Regions from separate parts of the Anser cygnoides genome. Here region 1 is linked to region 2. Evidence: chromatin contacts called from public Hi-C data. All regions are on one chromosome and are shown on one strand. Each heading gives the region's core, a stretch centred on a gene start, on an enhancer-like site or on the middle of the called end of the contact. The rest is flanking DNA. Distances are from core to core; before and after follow the strand shown.

Region 1 (7,315 bases), core at 1,565-4,064, 59 kb before region 2:
TCTGTTGGCAGGCACATTTGCAAGGCTGAGTTTAGCTGACCCACAGCAGACTCAAGGAATCCTGTTGCCTGTGCAGGACTTTCTTGATCTGTGAGAAACTGGGTCTAGCTCTCACCTTTGCTTTGGTTTCTCATTGTGGTTCCTAGAAGACAGGCTCTTCAGAACAGCTGGAGACTCTGAGACTCCCTTGACTTGAGTCTCCGGACTTGTACACCAAGATTAACTGAGAAGGAAAAGAGGACCAGGAAGCAACTAGGCAGGTCCCATGGGATTTCAGGATTGCATTCCAACCTCTTATCCTGCTCCTAGGATCAGTGCTGGGATCCTGTGCAGAAACTCACAGAGGCTGTACTTTGGGCTTAGATTAAGTACACCAGGCAAGCCTGGACCTGCTTCCTACCTTGATTATAGCAGCATAGGTAAGCTCAGGTAAGAGAGTTCATCCTGGCCCTTTCCTCTCAGACTGTCACAGACTCACAGAATCACACAACGGCTGAGGTTGGCAGGGACCCCTGGAGTTCATCTGGCCCAACCCCTGCTCAGGCAGGGTCACCTAGAGCAGGGTGCCCAGGACCATGTCCTGGTAGCTTTTGAAAATCTCCAAGCAGAGAAATTCCACAACCTCTCTGAGCAAGTTGCAACAGTCTGTCACTTCCTGTCGGATTCACTTTTAAAACAACAACAACAGCCAAACCAAAACAAAAAGGGTAAGCACTAAAATATCTCACGTATCTATGGTTTAAATTTGGTGGGTTTTTTTTTGTTTTTGTTTTTTTTTTTTTTTTGTAAAACAGAGAAAATATGAAACTATTAAATGAAACTTTGTTTTCTGCCATAAACTTTCTTGATCTGAAAAAAAAAAATGTCTGAAAACTTTTGAAAATCAAAATGTTTTCAGGTATCATCTTTCCAATGTACCCATTCATGTGTTCTAAAGAAAGTAAATATCTTATCAGAAAGTTTAAATTGAAAGTATATTTTTATTCCTTGAGCAAAAGATCTAGTTACACATTTTTATGGAACTCTACAGTATGAAACTACAGTACGAAACTCTACTGGACTCTATAGTGTGAAACTACAGTACCTGTCACTATTCTAGAAAAAAAATTGGTCTGGCTCAGTAGTTGGTAGAAAGTGGCTAACTTTTCTATGACATTATAAATTTTACTGGCGAGATAAATCTCTGCTTGGTATATTTCTTAACAGCATACTTCAAAATAATTGTTTCTAAGTGTATGAGTGACCCCTCCTGTTTTTTGTTTTTTTTTTTTTTTTTTTTTCTCGAGTTGTCGTTTCTGCAGGTGGCACACTGCCCCCTGGCATTCGGAGCATCAACATCTTCCCTGGGGCTCCTTGTGATGCAAAGAGCGTCTCTGGTAGCAGATGGACACTGTATCTATCATGAACACTTATGGCCCCACAGCACTATGTTAAATAATGTGCTCAGTGAGATAATGGAAGGAAATGTTTTCTCAATATGCTTTCAAATTTCTGCCTTCAATATAATTTGGAAAAGGATGATGTATTGTGCTTTCCTCCTGAAGGTGCTCCATGCTGCTAAACGGTATTTCTTGTCACAGGTATCTTCTGGGACAGCAGGGGTGTACAATCAACCTTGTCATTTTATGTCTTTTAAACTGTACCTTCTGGCATTGCTTTTGATGTGTAGGATCAGGCTTCACATTTGCAAAAACCTTGGTAAATCATCATGTTAGAAAAAATTGAGAAAAAGTAGTTTTCATGATCAATTTACACGTCTTGTGTTATGAAAAGTCATTCATCAGTAAGATACCTGAATCCCAAATACTGTGTTCTGTTGCATCCCAGTTAAAATTTTGACTTTCCTGTACATGGATGCAACAGATGCTGATACGCTGAAGGCCAGTCCAGGAGGTCCTAGCTTCCTTTTCTCCTGTGTCCAGGCTCATGGTACAGAACCTATGTCAGGTCTCTGACATCTCACTGCTAAATAACAGAATAGCCACCAGAGGGCAATAATAATAACCGCCAATAAAAAGAATGTAGTAATCAGCCTCAGGAGGTCAGACTTTCTGCCTGTCTCCATAGGTGTTACATGGCACGCATATATTGCAATAGCACTGCTGCTGCTATTTTCTCTGAAAGTGAGTTGGAGGTGTGCTGAAGCCAGGCAGTTGATGTACCCGTGTCCTCCTCTAAATCTTGTGTACCTACAACTGAGGCAACCTTGCATCCCTGAGTTGTCAGAAAGCTCTGAATTTTTTTATCTTCAGGGGACTGAAGCCTTCAGACAATTTCTGCAGCAATTTGTGTTGGTAAGAGTGAGTTCCAGTAGGAAAGCTATTTTCTGCTTGATGTACAGGCCAGATGTGGCTTGTGTCAAGACCTGATAGGGAGATGCTGCCAGCCCTGAGAGTGGCTTCCAGCAAAGCATGAGCAGCACTGATGACCCCTTTGAGACATTTCTCTGTGATTGAACTCTGTAGATGTGCTATCCAGAAGCTAATGAATAATGAGGCTATCACAGAGGCTGTTGGAGGTGGTGGATAGAGGGGATTCTCCCTGATGAAACCTCCCCTAGCTTTGAAGTTGGTCTTGCTTTGAGCTAGAGGTTGAGTGGAGTCCTCCAGCAGTTCCTTCCAGTTTAAATATCTCCGATTCAATGACCAGGATGTTTCCAGGGCAACACCTATATAAACCTGAGCTTTCATAGAGTAGGAAATATTTCCTGCTCTTTCATATATATTTATATATGTTTACTTTTAGATATCGCTACCATGGCTGAGCAAATTTAGCTGGCTTCAGGAAGGTGCAGTGCTCTCTGTTCTCACCCGCGCTGCTCACAGTGTGAACTTCTGTCAGTCAGGAACTACTGACAACACAGGGTCATGAAGCTAATGAAAACAGCACCTGCTGCCTCATATAGAGGGTGGGACATCAGAGAAGACAAAGTCCAAGTAAATGGGCAGATTATGAGCCTCTGCCAGTGGCTTCAGGCCAGGGGACGCTGAAGGCAGCGTGACTTGGGGGAGAGGGAGAGCGAAGAGACATACTGGGAGACTCTGCTCTGCTCTGCCTGCACGAAGAGACATTTCAGATAAGCAGTCATATTTTCAGTGACAGGTCAAAGAAAAAGAATTGGAGGGAAGAAGAGGCTAGTGGGCCAGAATTAGTGCAAGGAGCTCAGAGAGGAACACTTTATAAGCCATTTGATTAATTTTTCTGTTTCAATTACATTAGTCCTTGTCTGTTAAAACTTCTCCTTCCCTGACAAACATTCAGTGTCATAGGTGTACCCATTGGAACAGATACAGAAATACATTTCAAATGATCTGGAGAAGGAAGAAAATGATGTAAGTGGAGTAGAGCAGCTTTTTTTTTTTTTTTTTTTTCCCCTACTCTTCGTAGGGATTTGGGGCTTAGTCATCTTTTATTTTTTTTTTTTTTTTTCCAGAAAAATTCCCTGCAGATTTTTGGGCACCTGAGATGACAGGACACGAGGATAAGGGACCACCAGACCCATCTTTGCCTCCCTGGGCACCAAGGCACTCATCTAGGTGTTTCTAACCAGCTTCACAATTCAAAAGGCAAACTGTGATACAGGAGCTGAAACTAGCCTATTTATGAGGTGCTGTGAGGTGCTGTCTCATGAGCTGGCCATATGTAGCTTTTCCCTAGCCTCTGCAGATGAACTCCTTACCAGGTCTTTGAATTTTCTTTTTGCTGGGACTAGGTTGGTTTGTCCTGTTGTTTTCAGTTACTTCATGTCAGCTTTGTAGATTTTTCTGTTCCAACTTCTGCCTACAGCAACTGGCATTCAGAGCTGTTAACAAGGCACTACAGTAGCAGACAGAAGCGTTGCTTAATCCACCTGCGAAACGTAGTCCTCCCACAGGTGAAATTCAGCACATGCACTAAGCAACAATATGCAAGAAATTTATGAATATTTGTATGCAAAGGGATCTATTGCATGGGAGTGTATGCAGCCAAAATACAAATGCAGGAATGCCGTTTAGTGAGAGTGCTGGTGCTGATGTTCTCAGGCTCCTGAGGAAGGTCGATCAGCAAGCAGAACCTTGAAGACTTGGCCACTCTATGATACCTTCAGTGGTCTTCTATGATGGAGTGACTGCATCAGATAAAAGGGAAGACCAACTGATGTCATCTACCTGGATTTCTGTAAGGCCTTTGACATAATCTCACATGACATGCTCATCTCCAAATTGGAGAGAGATGGATTTGATGGGTGGACCATTCAGTGGATAAGGATGGGCTTGAAGGCTGCACCCAGAGAGTGGTGGTCAATGGCTCTATGTCCAGGTGGAGTCTGGTGACAAGCAGTATTCCTCAGGAGTCTGCCCTGGGACTGGTGCTCTTTAATATCTTTATCAGTGTCCTGGTTCCAGTTAGGACAGAGTTAATTTTCCCTGGTGGTCTAGTGGCTAGGATTCGGCGCTTTCACCGCCGCGGCCCGGGTATTGTGCATCACTTGTTTTCTTACACATTATTATTATTAATACTATTATCGTTATCACTATTATTATTATTATTGTTATTATTACATTCCTGTCTTAATAAACTGTCTTTATCTCAACTCACGAGCTTCACTTTCCCGTTTCTCTCCCCCATCCCAGAGAGGGAGGGGGGAGGGTGAGCGAACGGCTGTGTGGTGTTTAGCTGCCAGCCGGGTTAAACCACAACAAACAGTGACATGGACGATGGGATTGAGTGCACCCTCAGCAAGTCTGCAGATGACACCAAGCTGAGTGGTGCAGACAATGCAACAGAAGGAAGGGATGCCATCCAAAGGGACCTGGACAAGCTTGAGAAGTGCACCCACGTGAACCTTCAACAAGTCCAAGTGCAAGGTGCTGCACATGGGTTGGGGCAATCCCAACATGAGTACAAACTGGGTGAAGAACTCCTTGAGAGCAGCCCTGCAGAGAAGGACTTGGGGGTTCTGGTGGACAAAAAAGGCTCAACATGAGCCAGCAGTGTGTGCTTGCAGCCCAGAAGGCCAACTGCATCCTGTGCTGCATCAACAGAGGAGTGGCCAGCAGGTCGAGGGAGGGCATTGTCCCCCTCTGCTCTGCCCTCGTGAGGCCCCACTTGGAGTGTTGCGTCCAGGGTTGGGGGCCCCAGCACAAGAAGAATGTGGAGCTGTTAGAGTGGGTCCAGAGGAGGGCCACAAAGATGATCAGAGGGCTGGGGTACCTCTGCTGTGAAGAAAGGTTGAGAGAGCTGGAGCTTTTCTGCCTGGAGAAGAGAAAGCTCCAGGATGACCACATTGCAGCATTTCAGTACTCAAAGGGGGCTTATAAAGAAGGTGGAGAGCAAATTTTTTGATTGAGCATTGACAGGACAAGGGGGAGTGGTTTTAAACTAAAAGAGGGAACATTTATATTTGATGTTCAGAGGAAATTCTTCACTCAGAGAGTGGCGAGGCACTGGAACAGGTTGCCCAGAGAGGTTGTGGATGCCCAGTCCCTGGAAGTGTTCAAGGCCAGGCTGGATGGGGCTTCGAGCAACCTGGTCTAGTGGGAGGTGTCCCTGCCCACGGCAGGGGGGTTGGAACTGGATGATCTTTAAGGTCCCTTCCAACCCAAACCATTCTGTGATTCTATGATTCTATACCATGCTGGCTAAGGATTAAACAGTGCATTTGAACTAAAAAGCAGGCAGCAGATTCCCAGCTATTGATCTCTAATATCTTAGTGCCAGTTCCCAGACTGGGAAATGTATGCCTCTTCATTTAACTGAATGAAAAGCTGATTAAATGACAACATGGTAGGGTAGGGAGGGAGAGTAATCTTAGCAAATAATTGAAACTTACCAAATCACTGAAACATGTGCCCAGATTTGAGGGATAGTGAGGCCAAAAACCTTCAGAGGTGGCTGCAGGAAGTTGCCCTCCCAAATTAATTCCAAGCAAGAAGTAAAAAATAAAATAAAATAAAAAAAAATAATAATAATAATAATAAAAGATTCTTCCTTATTTAATGAAGTAAAGGATATACTGAAGAGCTTTAACAACAAGAGAGTAGCACTAGACCCTCCCCAGGAAAAAAAGCATGGGAATTTAGGCAGGTGAATATGATAGCTCATCTTTAGTCAGATTAGAGTTTTATTTTCCTTCTCTTCTGTGAAACTTCTCCTCAACAAGAATGATTTCCTTATGCCTTCCAAGGGAAGAAGTCTGAAGAATACAAAATTTTAACACAATTTTAAGTGTACAAATATGTTCTCTGGTTCTAGAGGTGAATTAAAACTGTGTGTTTTGTTTCTCTGTTTGAATATGGCAGCTCTGAAGTAAGGGAGAAAAAAAAGAAACACACACACAAAAAAAAAAAACAAACAAAAATAAAAATGACAACAACAACAAAACCCACAAATGTTAGATGGATTTGGAGTCAAAACACTTCCAAAAATGTATAAAACTTTATTTTATGAATACATTAAACTATTGTGCGCAGCACATACATATAAAAATAGAAGCAATTTCACAAACAATTGATTGGAAAAGTTTTGTGTTTCTTGCAAATTTACAGTCTCAATTATGAGCCCATATTGAGTCAGAATATGAGGTATATTTTTGTGACAAAAAATAATGCGAGAACTTTGGCACCATTTTACTGTGCAAATAAAATTTTGGAATTGCAATATTTAGTGAGGTATACATAAATTACTCTGCTTTTCCACTGTGTATGAATGTCCATATCTCTGCCTGTTTAGGGAAAAATGGATTATTTAAGAGCATGATGCAGTGGCAGTAAAGGCTATTTTCTAACAGAGGTGGATTAGGTCTTAAATTATCATGGGCTTTGCCTGTAGTGGAAGAAACTTTGAAAATAGGTTTCAAGTCCCTGGGAGAATATCATGTGCAAAATCTAAGCCACAAAGGCCCACGTGGTGAATTCATAACAATACTTTCAAAGTTTGCAGCTCATTTCATGGCTTTGTGCTAATGCACTCTGAGATGACATATGCTTTGAAAGGGACCACCAAAAAAACCTGTCGGAAATTGGTTTCTTAGCTCTGACTTGGGAAATTGTTTTACTTTCATGAGTTTGTCTTTACGTAGTCACATATCCATGGAACTGTTCTTTTGAAGATAGCCTTGCTTGAGTTTGCCAGATCATGCCCATATTCTCTCTATAACTTCCATATGATGCAAATTCAGCTTATGATTTTTTTTTTCTTCTGTACCAGCTCAATAAACTTATTCTGAAGTGTCTAAAGTGAGTGGTGGTCTTTCTAAGCCCTCCTTCCATGAAAATGACAACAGAGGAAGGAGGCGGAATTTAGCTAATTGAGCAAGAGGAAGAACAGAGTCCTG
Region 2 (6,598 bases), core at 2,443-4,942:
GGGGGGGGGGGGGGGGGGGGGGGGAATTAAAACACACAATGCATGTGCTCCTCCTCGTGGACAAAGCAGACACCTGCAGCTTTTCAAGCTTACTGGAGAGACCACAGAGACTTTTACAAAATTCTTCCTTTTAGAGTTTCTGAATTAAAGTTTGTTCAAATCTTTTCCTCATCTTCTCATCTTGTGGAACTTCCGATTTCCTATTTGAATTATATTACAATAAAGGCAAAACATGATACATACTTAAACTTCACTATCTAGATAACCTAAGCACTTAAAACATCAATAGGAATGGAAATAAAACAGCAATGGAAATTAAAATGGAATTTGAATGGAAATTAAAAAAAAAAAAAAGCACAAACCTTGTATTAATCAGATGACCTTTGCTTTTCTAATTTTCAGTGACTGAGGAGAGTGTAAGATAGCTGACCCCAACAATATAAACTAAGCATTACGTGACTAAGTTTAAAGAGGGAAACACAAAACTAAAATAGGGCTTACATTGACAAATACAAATTGACACGCATTATCATACAAGTTGTATACACCCATTAGTATACACCTGTATTTTGTAAGACAACTGAAGAAAAGAATGCAGAATACCTTTCCCGTAGCTTTTTCAATTCCACATCTCTTTCACTTATTAATTCTGAGATGCTAACAAAATAATTGTGTTCCAGGTTTAACAGTGTTTCAGAAGCTGGAGAATGTATCAGATCATGATAAACATCTGCAAAATCTTCATCCCAGCTGGTTTCTTCAGGTTTTGCATACTCTAATGTTGTCTAAAAATTATAAGAGAGATGTCTTTAAAGTCACCATATAATATAAAATAATGATCCCTCATAATGGGGAGGCAAAACCAACTGGGCATTCACACTGATGCACGTCCTTCAACATACATGAATTAGCTCCTTAATTTGAGCTCTCTGTATTCTGCTTCAGCTTTTATCATTTTCTCTCTTCCCATATTCTATTTCAAAGCAACTAGCAGCAGAAGCATTACGGTTTTGCCAACAGTGAAGAATCATTAATTTTCACCACCAACGTGAAAAGAAGAATAATTTAGCACTTACTATTTTAAGTATTTAAGGTGCTGTCAAAAAATAAATCTGCACAACATCATTTGCATTTGATGAAGTTTAGATAGGGTCCAAAACATCAGCTGTGCAAAGAAAAATGTCTTACTAGAAAGGAGGACCAAACTCTGATGTCACTACAATGTGATCAGAAACATTGACTTAAGAAAAATAATTTTTAATTAACAAAGAATGACCCAGAGATGCCAGTTCAGCAGGCTCTTCTATACTGAAACGATCCTTGTATCTGCCGTCACTCCCACCAGATTCAGATGATAAATTTAGATGGTAACATTGAAGAAATGTCAAGATAAAATCATAATCCTAGCACTGAGGCAAGATTTTGAATAAATTTTTTAAGAGTCTGCCTAACCTATTCATAGTAACCTTCAGAGAAGAAGAGGGTAAACTCTTTCAATGATTTGAAACATTTCTATGTTCACCCAATGCAGATTTTTCCTTCTTAAAGATTAAGCTAATTTTATTTTATTCATGTTCATCAAGGCATACAATTTGTTGACAGTTTTCTTTAGGAGACTTCATTGGTATTTTTGAGGTTCTAGATGGGATCAAAGCAAATCTTATTCTTTGATTCTAATGTATTATAACTCAGATCTAATTTTGTTTGACAGTCACTAGCTATTTTACTTCTCCATTTTGTTTTTTTAAACTCTACCAAATTTTTGCCAATAATGAGAGAAATTCAGGAAAAAAACTGACTTATAAGATCCAGGGTGAATACCTAATAATCACTTTGGAATAAAAGCAAAAAAAAATCGTAAGAATTGTAAAAATGAATTTCAATGTAATTTTGTACCTTCCCGTAAGTGATTACGTCTGCATACACATGCATACACACACAAAGCAAATTCTGAACATTAATTTTTCAGCCTTAACCTTACCTCTTTATAAGCTTTAGACCAAGTATCTGCCAGCTGGTTTATGTCTACTTTTCCTGATTTCACTGCTTCCAGAGCCATTTCAGCTTCTCTATCATAATCTTTTATAGTTTCCTCTTCTATGAACTTACTAAGAGATTGCTTCAGGTCTATTATAACAAACAGAGAATGGCCCATCAACAAAACCATTAAAGTGGAAGTATCAGCAATCAGCTAGGAAACATACAAAGAACATTTTCTGAAAACCTTTTACTTAGGCATTTTTCTTCTAGTACTGCCATTTTCTTAAATGTTTAGCTATTAAAAAAAATTAAAACATTTCTACTAAGTACCTTTCTTTTGGTTTCTTCAAGTGTGGTGTAAAAGATTAATGGGCATGAATATATGACACTAAAAATTCAAAATTTAAAATTTCAAGCCTTACCATTTTCTATAAAACATGGCAGATTGTGCAGAAGCATTATACGTCCATGCAGATGACTAATATTTTCTTGCACAGGAAATTTAAGGGGCACTGTAAGCACTAAATGTTGATTTCCAGCATTGAATTCATACACATAGTCTCTCTCCCGAATGCAGATGTTTCCTTTATTAGGCTTCATCTTCGAGTTGAATTCCTGTACTAGCAATAAAATTTGCATGAGTTAAATTCTAGTAAAATCATAAACAAATTGCTAACAAAAAGCATGTTTTGTTAACAATTAACAATTTCTAGTTTTTAAAACTTTAAAACCTGCATTTTTCATAAATATTCATCTCATTTTTGACGACTGCATTGGTAGGAGCTGAAGCCCAAATGTTATTTTCCAAAACAGCGAGTGTTTCCAAACTGTAATCGAGTGTATCAGTGTATGAATTAGGATAATTACTCTCATGAGTAACTACAAAATTCTTGACTTAAAGGCAGAACCAGGACAGAAGGAACCTACATAAACAGCTACCTTTAACTGCAACGCTGTGACTGATGACATGCCTATCTCAGGAACTGAAACAGTTTATAGTGCAGCAGCAATTTATTTCCTCCTTTCCACTGGTGGCAGAGTGGAAGAAAAAGAAAGGACATGGACCTGTTAGAGCGAGTCCGGAGGAGGCCACACGGATGATCAGAGGACTGGAGCACCCCTGCTATGAAGACAGGCTGAGGGAGTTGGGGTTGTTCAGCCTGGAGCAGAGAAGGCTCCAGGGAGACCTTAGAGCGGCCTTCCAGTACCTAAAGGGGGCCTGCAGGAGAGCTGGGGAGGGACACTGTCAGGGGGTGGAGTGATAAGACAAGGGGGAATGGCTTTAAAGTAAAAGAGGGGAGGTTTAGATTGGATATGAGGAATAAATTCTTCACTCAGAGGGTGGTGAGGCCCTGGCACAGGTTGCCCAGAGAAGCCGTGGATGCCCCATCGCTGGAGGAGCCCAAGGCCAGGCTGGATGGGGCTGGGGGCACCCCGGGCTGTCCCTGCCCACGGCAGGGGGACCGATGGGGTCTGCAAGGTCCCGTCCAGCCCCAACCATTCTATGATTTCAAACCAAACCCAAACCGCTTACCACCAACCAAACACCTCCCAGGGCAGCCAAAGCTAAGCCAAGGCCGGGCCGCGCCCGGCCGCAGGGAGGAATCCGAGCGGCGCCGCCCCCCACCAGCCCCAGCCCCAGCCCCAGCCCGGCCTCACCTCCGCGCCGCGCCGGCACCCGCGGGCGAGCGGGCTGCGCGAGCTTCGCGTCCGGAGGCGCAGATTCGCGACCAGCCGCTCTGTGGCGAATGTGCGGCGCGGGGCGGGGCGGGGGCAGTGTCGTCATGGCCGCGGGCACGGCGCGGCCGGTGCGGAGGTGAGGGCCGGGGGGGGGGGGGGAGGCGTTTCCTAGAAAGCCGGCGGCCGTTGGCGCCCGTTGCCCGCCCGTTGCCCGCCCTCGGCTGAGGGGGCCCGGCTGGGGCCCCGCTGGCCCCGACCCTTGCCTATAAGGGTGGTGAGGCTCTGGATCAGGTTGCCCAGAGAAGCTGTGGGTGCCCCATCCCTGGAGGTGTTCAAGGCCAGGCTGGATGGGGCCCTGGGCAACCTGGTCTGGTGGGAGGTGTCCCTGCAGGGGGAGTGGGACTGGATGGCTTTAAGGTAGAGCTCAAATCGCTCAACGACTGTGATTCTTAATAACCTTACAGTAAAACGTCTGAATATGCATTGTTTTTTTTCCTTAAAATCCTGACTTACCCAAAGTCAAGTATTAGCAAGTAAAGATTCTCACTCCAAAATGATTAACTCTGTGTGGTTTTGCCACAGGAGCAAGAAAGTTGTTGATTATTCGGAATTTGGTGATGATGGTAAGTGATGTATTCCTGTACGTAACAAAAATGCCAAACACTAATGCCACAACCCAAAGCATCGGTGGAGTGTTCTTAATCTATTAGTTCAGTGACAGGGCTGTTACTGCTTTTAGTGGAAGTAAACTGTGCACACTGTTAAAACTCCTGATTCAACAGGAATATGATGACTGTAAGCCAGAGTATAATAACAGTGTATTAGGGAACTGGTGAATACACGGTGTTATTGCAAGAAAATTGTTTCTTTCCCTGCCTTAGTTTTCAGGGAGAATTGCTTGTTCCGTGTCCTCCTGAAGATGAGTTTGCAGGACTGTAAGTCAGAATATTGTCAGGAGTTGTGGATGGTCTGTACATAGATCTAACATTCCTCTTGCAGCTCTGTACCTTGATGGGTTCTGGGTAAGAACTTAGCAGTCAAATTTTGAGGTTCATTGATAAGAAAAATAGATTGCAGGCTCTTTATTTTCATGACAGTCCTTCTTTCCTCTAAGCCCCAATTGGTGTCACATATTTTCCTTACTGAAGTTGGGTTTCCTTACTTTCATGGATTTGGATTATGAATTTTTTGTTGCTGTTGTTTGTTTGTTTTCCTGCTTGCTCTTTGTCTGTTAGTGAGATGCATTGAATAGTATGAAGTGATGGGAAGGAGAGGGTAAAGTAAATAATGTTGATGGTCCCTTGTGAGTCCTGCAGGTTAATGCAGAGTGTTAATTTCATGAGTTTAAATGTGGTAAATGTGGTGCATGACTTTTCTTAGTTTTTAAGTGACCGTTTGTAATAGAAAAGAAAAGTTAAATCTCTTTTCATCTGTCCCTCAGATGTTTTGTGTTTTTTTTTTTTTTTTCCTCAGCATTGATCATATATATGTTCTGTGGCATTTAGGAAGCACTGAAGATTATTATATTTTTTTAATTATTTTGCACTGTGAACTGCAGTGTCTTCAGTTGGAAGAAAGGCGGTCTCCATGCCTTCTAATTTTCTTGGAAAACTGGAGAAAATATATTGTATTTGCTAACAGACAACTTGAGAAAGCTAGAAAAAGGGAAGCAGGAACATTTCTAATTAACAGGAGTCATTAATGGGAACAATTCACAAAACCTCAGGACTATAAAACTGATTAGTGACAATGATTGATGTTATAAAAATTATTGTTCAGTATATAACAAGGTGAAACTTTAGTTATTAAAACTGTGGTAACAAATGGGACCTTGAATAAAAATTGAAATGATCACCATTAAAACAGATCTGAAAGAAGTCTTGTTAAATTTTCATTAAAAATACATTTAAGAACTGCTGTTACACTGTTCTGTGCTGTTACACTTTTCCTGGTTTTTTTTTTTTTTCCATTTTTTTTAATAGAGTAGATTTCAAAAAGGCTATGTTTGGTGTATTTTCAGTGTATGATGAAATTGGGTTGAGTGACTTGTTTTTGGCCACGTGGAAGAATATAGTGGAGGAAACCTAATTAAAGTTTGTTATTATTTCCTAAATAGATGAAGACTTTGCATGTATAGCTGCACCTTTAAGCAAAAAATCCAGAACACAGCTGAAGGAACCAAAGAAGGAGAAAAAAGAGAAGCAAAAAATAACACACAAAGAATTAACTCCATCACAAAAGCAGGCACCTAGTAAAAGGTGAGAAGTGTTGAAATGTGGTTAACTGTGTTTGAAGTAAGAAGCTGTATTTCAATAGTAGTATTTGTGGTGTTTTTTGTTGTTGCTGTTTTTTTTTTTCCTAGAGTTTTAAACAGCTGAGAGTAAAAACCTAACATATTAGTGTGGTAATGATTTTCAGCTATAATGGTATAGTTGCAAAACAAGGGTATAATAACCTTACATAGGGTCAGGAAAAGTTGCCTGAGGTCAGTAGTGAACTATGTCTATCATTTTTTACAGCTTTAAACTACAGCAATCTACCTGCATAGGTGCAGAAACAGATTTAGACGTCTGATCTTGTCTTGGTATTTCTACAGTGCAAAATAATTGTAAGAATTCTGTATTACTTAAGGACTTGAATAACTGATAACTACAAAGACAAGTTTGACTCCTTAGAAAAAACATATTTAAAGTTTAATAGAAAATAGAGAGTCAGTGTCAATTAAAAAATCTGATTATTTTGATGGTAAAGTTTTGTATAAATGTTCTGTTTCAATGCAGTATTTCAAGCAAATGTTATTAGCCTTTCCTGTGATAATACCAGTTATTAGGTCTTATACACACAGTGTTCCAAAAGCATCGTACTTTTAAGTATAGTGTGCTTTAAATATTACTTTCTACTTTATTGAAGTCTCTTCAGGAAGTAATTCATAGTATGA

Evidence for each region. Hi-C and Micro-C count contacts between places; a contact is called where the count stands out from the background.
Region 1: a contact with region 2 is called in a Hi-C map of liver, with 1.8 times the contacts expected there. The contact joins the enhancer-like site here to the promoter of RAD51AP1 in region 2. A contact is called at or near these places in 2 of 7 Hi-C or Micro-C datasets (granulosa cells and liver).

Annotation. Positions count from the first base shown.
Region 1 is chr1:105,502,685-105,509,999 of Taihu_goose_T2T_genome, reverse strand. No RefSeq gene overlaps it. Among named protein-coding and RNA genes, the nearest start is that of FGF23, 18 kb to the left of the region's middle. Within about 2 kb of position 2,814, at least 1 of the 3 cell types and tissues checked has open chromatin away from gene starts, as enhancers often do. A contact at or near this core is called in liver, where this site is marked.
Region 2 is chr1:105,445,051-105,451,648 of Taihu_goose_T2T_genome, reverse strand. RAD51AP1 (RAD51 associated protein 1) reads left to right here and starts at 3,692. Exons shown (of 9, transcript XM_048079977.2): 1 at 3,692-3,796; 2 at 4,243-4,283; 3 at 5,777-5,918. The coding sequence starts at 3,729. It overlaps FERRY3 (FERRY endosomal RAB5 effector complex subunit 3), which reads right to left and starts at 3,765. Exons shown (of 14, transcript XM_048079973.2): 1 at 3,640-3,765; 2 at 2,403-2,600; 3 at 1,982-2,127; 4 at 604-785. The coding sequence starts at 2,580.